Regions from separate parts of the Rattus norvegicus genome. Here all the other regions are linked to region 1. A link is a contact called in public Hi-C data. All regions are on one chromosome and are shown on one strand. Each heading gives the region's core, a stretch centred on a gene start, on an enhancer-like site or on the middle of the called end of the contact. The rest is flanking DNA. Distances are from core to core; before and after follow the strand shown. Region 1 overlaps Iqsec1 (IQ motif and Sec7 domain ArfGEF 1). Region 2 has its middle 17 kb from the start of Hdac11. Region 3 overlaps Nup210 (nucleoporin 210).

The links. Hi-C and Micro-C count contacts between places; a contact is called where the count stands out from the background.
Region 2: a contact with region 1 is called in a Hi-C map of the A7r5 cell line, with 3 times the contacts expected there. The contact joins two enhancer-like sites. A contact is called at or near these places in 6 of 12 Hi-C or Micro-C datasets (the A7r5 cell line, Schwann cells, frontal cortex and 3 more).
Region 3: a Hi-C map of the A7r5 cell line shows a contact between it and region 1, with 4 times the contacts expected there. The contact joins two enhancer-like sites. A contact is called at or near these places in 3 of 12 Hi-C or Micro-C datasets (the A7r5 cell line, frontal cortex and psoas muscle).

The regions. Positions count from the first base shown.
Region 1 is chr4:124,797,670-124,800,632 of GRCr8, reverse strand. The region is part of intron 1 of Iqsec1 (IQ motif and Sec7 domain ArfGEF 1); the gene reads left to right. Among named protein-coding and RNA genes, the nearest start is that of Iqsec1, 28 kb to the left of the region's middle. Within about 2 kb of position 1,557, at least 38 of the 93 cell types and tissues checked have an H3K27ac peak or open chromatin away from gene starts, as enhancers often do. A contact at or near this core is called in the A7r5 cell line, where this site is marked.
Region 2 is chr4:125,188,874-125,191,836 of GRCr8, reverse strand. No RefSeq gene overlaps it. Among named protein-coding and RNA genes, the nearest start is that of Hdac11, 17 kb to the left of the region's middle. Within about 2 kb of position 1,401, at least 13 of the 93 cell types and tissues checked have an H3K27ac peak or open chromatin away from gene starts, as enhancers often do. A contact at or near this core is called in the A7r5 cell line, where this site is marked.
Region 3 is chr4:125,132,494-125,135,456 of GRCr8, reverse strand. Nup210 (nucleoporin 210) reads left to right here. Exons shown (of 40, transcript NM_053322.3): 7 at 1,663-1,821; 8 at 2,379-2,447. Among named protein-coding and RNA genes, the nearest start is that of Nup210, 33 kb to the left of the region's middle. Within about 2 kb of position 1,531, at least 52 of the 93 cell types and tissues checked have an H3K27ac peak or open chromatin away from gene starts, as enhancers often do. A contact at or near this core is called in the A7r5 cell line, where this site is marked.

The sequences.
Region 1 (2,963 bases), core at 308-2,807:
CATGACATCACTCCCCCAGATTCCTCCAGGCTGGACCGCGGCAGCCCAGTCCTTCCAGCCTCTTGCCTCGCCGTTTCTAGGCACCAGGGGGCGCTGCTTGGATGCAGTGCCCTTTCCTGGCGCCCTTGCTCCACCTGGTGGGAGGCGTGGGGCCACTGCCTAGGAAGGACAGCCCCATTTTCAGGGTGGGCTGTCGTGTGCTCCCCGGCCTCTGCTCTCCACTGCACACCTAGCAACGCTTTCTCACACTTGTATTTTTCTTAGGCATAGCCCTGCGCGAGCACCTTCCCTATTTCTATCCCTTCCAGGCCCACCACCCTTATCCAGTCTATTCCTTTCCCAAACTTAGGGTTCTCGGTGCAAACTCCCCTACCCCAATCTCAAAGACAGTTGCCAGGCTACTTGAGACCCGTCACAGTATTTATTTGGTGCCCATTTGGAGTCCATTGCTCTAGAAGGATATAGGGCGCAGCCTCTAGGCCAGGATCCTTCGCCCTCCTTTCAACAGAATAGTGTGGGTCCTAGAGGGGAAGCAGAGGGGTGTGGTGCCCAGATAAACCTCAGCAGTCCTGACTCAGTGGCTTGCCCTCCCTGGCCTGTCTCGGAGAATTGCCGACGAGTGCGGGAGGAGGAACACTGGCCGCAGGGGATTCAGTTCTTCTTGGGAGGGCTGGGGAGTGTGGGCCAGGGCTACTTTTTGGCTGGGGGTTGATTTGGGGGATCTTGAGGTACGTAGGAGAAAGGAAAGGTGCCGCCGTGCCGACGACTCCGCGCCGTTTTTCTGCGTGCCTGGCCACCTGGCCTATCCGCTGCGGCGGCCCCGCGGCCTCCAGCGCCCTCCACTCGCCTGGGCTCCGGTGACGTCGTTGGTTGGGGCGGCACCCGTCCTCCCCGCCCCCGACACACACATACATACACACACACACACACGCGCGCGCGCGCGTGCACACATACCTTCGGAAGGGGGAAACTGAGGCCAGACAGAGAGAGGACCCCCGCCAAGGTCACGTCGGGCGGGGGCGCGGGGTCAGGCTCCGATTCTGTGCGCCCCTGGACCCCGCGCCCCGCCGGCCCGACGCGTAAGGGCCGCGCTCTCGGCGGGTCGGCGCGCGCTCGGCGGCTGCTGACACTGAGAGGTAGGAGCGGGCGGGCCGGGCGCGGAGCCCCCTTGCGGGACCGGGCTATGCGGACCCCGGAGGGCTAGGGAGCCGCGGTGGTTTTCCGCGCGCACGCGCGCGTTGAGGGCTTGCAGACTCGGGGGACTCGGCACCACTGGCTTTGCAAGCGGGGTGGTGCGGGGCGGCCCCTGGGACGCGCGGAGGACGCGACCGAATAGCTTCTGCGCTCTGCGGACCGCGCAGCGGGGAGCCGGCAACCTGGGTGGGGGCAGGCGCCTTCCACGCCAATGCGGTGCCTCCCGCTGTGTTGGGACAGAGTGCCGGGGTCGCCCTATGACCCTCACCTCCTTTCCTCTTCCCCCTCCTCCACCTGGAGAAACCCGGCCAGCGCTTCCCAGTCCCGAGCCTGCGGGCGGGAGGGAGTTAGAAGCATCTCAGGAATTTGCTCCACACTGCTGGACGCGCCCGGGAGTGGGTGAAAGCTTAGTTCAGGCTGAGCAGCCTGGGCCAAAGGGACCTGATCCAAAATTGGCCCTGCTTGTGTGGCCTCGGGCAGCCCCTCCTGCAAGATCTTGGTCTCAGGGGTCCTCCTGGTAGGCCCCTCCCAGTGAAATCAGTTCAAGGGTCAAGGTTTAGGGGCAGGACATAGTGAAACCTCCGGACCCAGTCCTATACGTGACAAGAGGCAAGCTGTAGGGTTGTGAGATTTGCTGGGGGCTGGTAAAGGAAACCCCATTCCTCTCTAACAACCTAGGCTTGGGACCTTAGGGTGAGGCTTGGTGTGAGAAATCCCACCCTCACTCTGATCACAGCAATTGTCCTTATTCTGTGCCTTGGCAAGCTTGGTCAGCAGAGAAAGTGTACAAAGTCCCAGGGAAAACCCCCTTCCATGTTTCTACTGGGTAGTACCCACTCTAAATTGCCAAGCTGTAAACTGTCACAGCTGATCTGTCACTGGAACAAACTGAGCAGAAAAATGACAATGGGTGTCCCCTCCCCTGGCTCTGTCCACTTCATGAGCCTACCAAGGACAGCAGTGGGCACTGCCTGGTCAGTTGTGTGTGTTGCTCTGAGCATGCTCAGTTCCAACCTGGTGGCTAGATCAGGAGTCTGGCTGTGCACATTGCTGAGCCACTGTCCCATTTCATCGCCAGCATCTGCCTGACTGTGCTCATACTGACCAGTCAGTGCAGCCCCTCTCCAACTCCAGAGGAGGCACCAGCATGGCCTTCTAGTTACCCGTCCCTGCCCCCAGCACTGTGCTCTGCTCTTCATGGACTGGCAAGGTGGCCAGGCCTCTCAACTCGGATGCCCATAAAAGCCCAGGAGTTGAATTTGAAAACCAGATGTGCCCCCTGCCCCCTCCATCCCCAGTACTGGAAAAGACAGGCTAAAAGGTGGTTCAATGTGCCACACTGCCCACAGCCTAGCCACTGAGTATTGTGCTGGAGAGAGTACCCAAGAATCTGATGACAGAGAGAGGCAGGGACATGTCCAAGGTCACATAGCACATTCGGGGTTTGGGGACCTGCTCCTGTCTCCCAAGCACCCCAGATATTCCTGGGTAGCTGGTGCCTGGGGAAGGGGCCATGAGACTGGAGGCCACCACCGAGGTCTGTGCAGTGGAGGAATAAAGAAAGAGACCAATGCTCCCTTTTGTGAGGGACTCTGGCTCCTGCAGTTTGCAAACATTAAGTAATCTTAGGTCTTATGACTAAAGTTGCCACTAGTCTCAAGGCTGCTTAAAGGGCCCATAGCACTCACGACTGTGGCTGCCCTGCCCAGCTCTGCTCTGCCTGCCATCCTACGACAGGCCACTTCCCCAGTCTGGAGAAAAGTGGCAAG
Region 2 (2,963 bases), core at 152-2,651, 390 kb before region 1:
CACTATAGAGCCTCACTCCTGAGCTATTGACACTGAGAGGTACTTGTTACAGTTGCATCATATGCATTCAACCGGCAAGAAATCAAAAGAGGAGAAGAGGGAGAAGGGGAGCTTTAATATATAACTTTCCCCCCAGGTTCCTCCAAACTACGCCTGATTTTCACTGAGGAAGGGCAAAGGCAGACCTAAACTTGAAAGAGGAAAAACCTTAACGGCTGATTTTTTTATTTTTCAAGGACAATGTATTTGTTAGTTTCCCATTAGTATACCAAAATACCTGAGGAAAATAACTATATTATTTAGTTAATTCTTTAGTGCTTGGCACTGGAGAGATGGCTCAGCAGTCAAGAGCACATGCTGTCCTGGGAGAGCTTGGTTTCCAGCACCAGCGCTCAATAGTTCGCACAGCCTATCACTCCATCTCCAAGGCTCCCTGCTGGGCTCCACGGGTATCTGCGCTCACTTGCACATACCCACGCACAAACACATATTCACATAGGTTTGAAATATAATATGGCTCGGTGATTAAGAAGCTGCTCTTCCAGAAGACTGGGGTTCAATTCCTACCAGAACGGCTCTCAAGCAGCTGTAACTCCAGCCCCAGGGGATCCAACGCCCTCTTCTGGCTTCTGTGACTACTGCACTCACATGGTGCATAGACATGGATGCAGGCAAACCACTTGTGTAAATAAATAAATAAATAAATAAATAAATGATATTTCTCTTGGCCAATGACTTTGGAGTCTGCAGTCTAGAGATGAGTGGTTGAGAAGACAGCGCATCATAGAGGGAGGATGTGGATCAAGTAACGTATTTGTGATCTGGAGAGTGAAAGGGGGGGCACAGGCACAGGCAGACAGAGACAGAGACACCCATGGGGGCATCTCCTAATCTCTTTCAAGGGCACACCACAAATGACCTAAAGAGTTCCCATTAAGGGAACTCCTAAAGGTACATAGAATCACCACTCTGGAAAACACATTTTATCACATCTATCTCTCAGATCATACAGCATCTACATTTTATCAGGTCCTACTTTCTGTTGAGGATAACTTAAGGGTAAATTTCAAAGATAAGTTAACTATAATGGAATTTGAGTTTTATGCACAGACTTCAAAACTCAAGCTTCACATAATACAGAATTCTTTTAATGTCCTTCTAGAACCTCCTCTCCTAAACCACTAGATCCTGGACCCCTCTGGTGCTTCCTCTGAAACAAGAGGGTCAGTCCTGGGAACTCAAAGCCAGCAGAAGGAGCCGAGTCCACTCTGTAACTCTAATGCTTTTCTTTCTGCCACAAGGCGGCGCTGTGAAACAGCATTCCAGAGAAGTGTGGTGAGGGAGCTTGGGCTTGGTTGCTTCCTGCTGACCCAGAGGTCCGCAAAGTGCTATTCCGTGAGTCATCAGCCAGCTCTTGGTGGCCTAAGCCGGGAGAGAACAAACAGGCATCAGTTGCTAGTGGCAGTGGGTGCCGAGACAGTGTGGAGCAGTGGACCATACCAGAAAACTTGATAAGGGTCGAGTGGATTCAGAAACCCTGGCACCCTCATACCTGAGGACAATAGGTGTTTCATCTGCTCCCGACCAGATGCCTGGCCTGGAACACGTGACCACAACTCCCCACATAAAGAATGTGACCACCAGTCACGAACCACAGAACAGAGTTCTGCGTGCTAGTGAGATATCTAGATGGTCCTGAGGATTTAGCCAATAAGCTTCCCTTCCTAGACATTTCTTCCTACAAAAGGTATTTAATCTCTGGTCCACGCTGAGGAAGTTGTATACACCTATTCTCCACGATGAACAATCAAAAGCAGTTTGGAACCAAGGACTGTCTCCCTCATCAAAAATAGCCATGTGAAAAAGCCTTTGTTGTACAGAGCCACACTGCCTAAGGCTCCCACAGAAGGCCCCTCCATGTTCCTGGACACTTGCCGCTAAGCAAAGCTGGAGTTCCCCTTCTCCTCAGTCCTGGGCTGGTCTTCGCTGGCTTGTGGGCCTGTTCTGACTTCTCCTGATTCCCAGCGGTGTCCGGGTATCCAGGGGTTAGGGAACACCAGCTTTGGCCTCAGCCTGCTTCGCTTCCCATCCAGGCTGGGGTCCCCATCCTGTGCTCTCTCACCCCTAAGCAGTGCAGCACTTCCCACAAACTTAACATCTGATATCAGCGTAGGGTGAAATGCAGCCTAGCACCCTGCGTTTTGTCTGCCCAAGTGGAAGACGGAACTTGGAACTGCAGACAGCAGCTTCTAATGTCACAGCCATCACAGCCCTCCTGTCTGTTAGGTATGGTTTGAATGTGAAACGTTCCACACAGGCTCCCCTGTTTAAAAACTTGTTCTCAGGGGGTGGCACAGTTTGGGCAGGCTATAGGATCTTTTAAAGTAAGGTCTGATTGGCGGAAATGGGCACTAGGACCTTTGAAAGAAATTTTAGCTTGTTCCTGCTGCCACGGTGGACTGAAATCTCCAGTGAGCCAAAATAAATCCTTCCTGCCTTAAGTCGCTTCTGTCAGGTGTTTTGTCACAGTGATAAAAGCTGACAAGAAGCTCGGGGTGTTGTTGCTGTTGTTGTTGTTGTTGTTGTTGTTGTTGCTTTTATAGCTTTTAGGTTTATTTATTTTAAAGGTGTAGGTGTTTTGTCTGTATGTGTGTGCGGTACATGTGTGCCTGGTGCCCATGGAGTTCAGAAGAAGGCATCAGATTCCCTGGGACTGGAGTTACAGACGGTTGTGAGCCACCATGTGGTACTGGGAAGAGAAGTTGGGTCTCGTGCAAGAGCAGAGTGGCAGTGATCTTAGCAGCTGAGTTATCGTTTTAGCCCCGTCGTGTTTGTTTTAAGTTTACAGGAGTTGTTTCTTAGAAGTGATATTTTACTTTCTCATCTAGGTAGGCTAAGAAAAGCCACTGAAGAACACTCGCTGTGAGAAGCACTGAGTGGTTTCTATTAGAGAAATGCAAACA
Region 3 (2,963 bases), core at 282-2,781, 330 kb before region 1:
AGCTATAAAACCATATCTTAGTCTCTGTTTGACGAAATACTCAAGGCTGCTCCTGGATGTAAGACATTTTGGGGATCCAAAAGCACCAGCTGTTGTTCAGCCTGCCTGTTGTTTGCAGCTCCCTTGGCTGCTTTCCCTCAAGACAGGTAGAGCCTGGTGCGGCACCATGTGCAGCAGGAGGTAAGAGAGGAAGCCACGAGCCAGGCCTGCCCCTTTATAACCACCCACTCTTTCAGGAGCTAGCTGGGGTTCCAGACCTAACTTCATTCCTTTCAAGGCCAGGTCCTAGTGACCTAACCAGTTTCCCCTAGGATACATTGTTTTGTTTTTAATTTCTAAATCTTTTCAAAAAATTAAGTTTTAAAAATTCTGTATCTCTTTGTGAGTATATGCACGTGCGTGCAGGTACCTGCAGTGGCCATAGGCATCAGCTCCCCTGGAGCTAGAGTTGTGAGTTGTCCAAATGGGTGCTGAGTACTGAACTCAGGTCCTCTGCATTCTTAATCCCTAAGCCACCACTCCAGCCCCCAATCGTCAATCCCTACCCTCTCTGTCCGGGTGTGTGAGCGTAGGGTATGTCTGCCTGTGTCGGGGTGTGTGAGCATAGGGTATGTCTGCCTGTGTCGGGGTGTGTGAGCGTAGGGTATGCCTGCCTCTGTCGGGGTGTGTGAACGTAGGGTATGCCTGCCTGTGTTGGGGTGTGTGAGCATAAGGGTATGATTGCCACTGGTCTGAGAACAACCTCAATGTTGGTCCCACTGTTCATTTAAAACAAGGCCTCTTACTTACTGCTAAATACATCAGGCCAGCTGACATGCAAGCCTCCGGGGATTCTCCCATCTTGTCATTGGAATGCTGGGATTGCAAACGCATGTTACTGCTACTAGCTTTGTGCCGGTGCTGGGTTTTGAACACCCTTTTGGACACCTTTGAACATCCTCCTCCTGACTCAGCGAGTGCTTTACACACTGAGCCATCCATGACATGTTTTCTAGCATATGAAATTTAGGTTCTTAAGGCCGTGGAAGTCATGGCAGACATGAGCTAGCTTCTCACCTGGCTTGCTCAGCCCTCTCTGAAATGGGGATGTCAGTAGTCCTTGTTCCCATGGTTGTTGAGAGATGAGATGAGGGAAATTGGTCATGAGATACCTAAGCAAGACTAGAGCACCTTCACCGTGGAGTCCAGTCTCACTTCTCCTTTCTGGGAAGTTGAATTCCTATCCAGGAGCTGTCATTCAAACAAAAGTGCTGCGTTCTCTTCTCAGATGGTAAAGATGGTGGGTTTTCGAGAACCGGTGATTTCCTGGGGAATTGTTCTTTGTCATGGTTTCTTGTTGGCAAAGGCATTTTTACACAAAATAGACCCAGGGGGAGCACAGAGAGTGCTCAGGACAAGGGTCATTCTTTGCTGAGCATCAGAAAACCCATGGAAGCCCATCAGGCACAGCCTTTTTGGTAGTACAGTGAGAGCCCCACTGGGTCCAGATGGAGAGAAGAGCTTGCTCACTCTGGGGGATAGTCAGATGCTCACCAGTGCTAGCATTCTTCAAGCAGCTATCTTGACAGCAGGCCCCATGAGTCAGGGCTGGAGATGGCTGTACTGGTATGCAGCATTTCACACCTTCACCTTCCCTGCCTTTCTTGTCTCTTTTTCATACAGAACTCTCAATGCCTTCCGATCAGTACGAGCTGCAGCTCCAGAACAGCATCCCAGATCCCCAGGGAGACCCTGCCCGTCCTGTGGCCGTCCTGACCCAGGACACATCAAGAGTCACTGCCATGCAGATGGGACAGAGCAACCTGGTCCTGGGCCACAGGAATATCCTCCGCTCAGGCACTGTGTCGTGCCGACTGCTTTGAAGCCAAGTTGTTTTTCTCCCTTAAAAGCCAGCCAGGACTAAAAATAGCCCTGTTTCCCCATCTGTCTGAAAATCAGAAAGAGCCTAAATAGCAACCCGCTGAGTGGAATTGCTCACCTCTGGATGACTCACAGAGACTCCCGGAGACGGGAGTCTGCGGCAGAGGCATACGTCACTCCAGGCCTCTGGAAGCTTCTCAGGAACCACAGTCCCCTGAGAGGGGGCCTGGCAGAAGCTGTGCGAATACTGGCACAGAGGTTGTTATAACCCAAGATTGATTGTATGCCCTGTGGTCCCGGGTGTTCCTTGCAGAGACTCTGCTTTGTAGGGTAGACGGACAGTACAGGGAGGGTCTTGACTCACCAACGTCTTTGCTGTAATTGGCGGAAGCTACGGGTTCTTCACCCGCCTCTTAGTGCATGGTATCTGCATGATGCTCAAACCATGTGCGTCAGGCAGAAACCCTAGCTGCTTTGCCTTTCGTACCTTATGTTTTATACCTTAATTAAGAATTCAGGCATCCGTATGCAAGGAGCTTCTAGGCTGCCCAACAGCACCATCTATGTGGTTGAAGCCGGGTACCTAGGTAAGTGTGACCCCTGAGGTTTCCTAGACATTGATTGCTTGTGACTCCATCAGTTTGAAAGATCAAAACATAAAAGCAGGAGCTGAGCACTGTACGTCTTAGCTAATATGAGAAGGGCTCTGGGTTCAGTCCCTTGGACCAGTCAGTAAAAGCAAACCCACAAATCTGCAGAGGTACAGTAGCTCCCACAGTGGCCACACCCTCTGCCCTGCTCACGGCCATCAGTCCTCAGCGCTGGCATCATGCAGACCTGAGTGCTCCTCTGGACCTGTCCAGGTTGGGGACCCTGTGCTTAGCTGAGTTACAGAGCACCTTTTGGTTGACATGACAGATGGCAGTACCTTGGCAGGGAAGAAAGCAGCATCAGGGGGAACCACCAGTAGCACTAAAGACCCTGAAGCCCAGGAGGATCTAGGAGCTTCAATGACTGCCAGTACTGAGATGTTTGGGACATGTGTGTCATGGGAGTCACCAGGGTAGCATTTCCTGGAGTCTGAGGCAACTCACCTTGGAGCT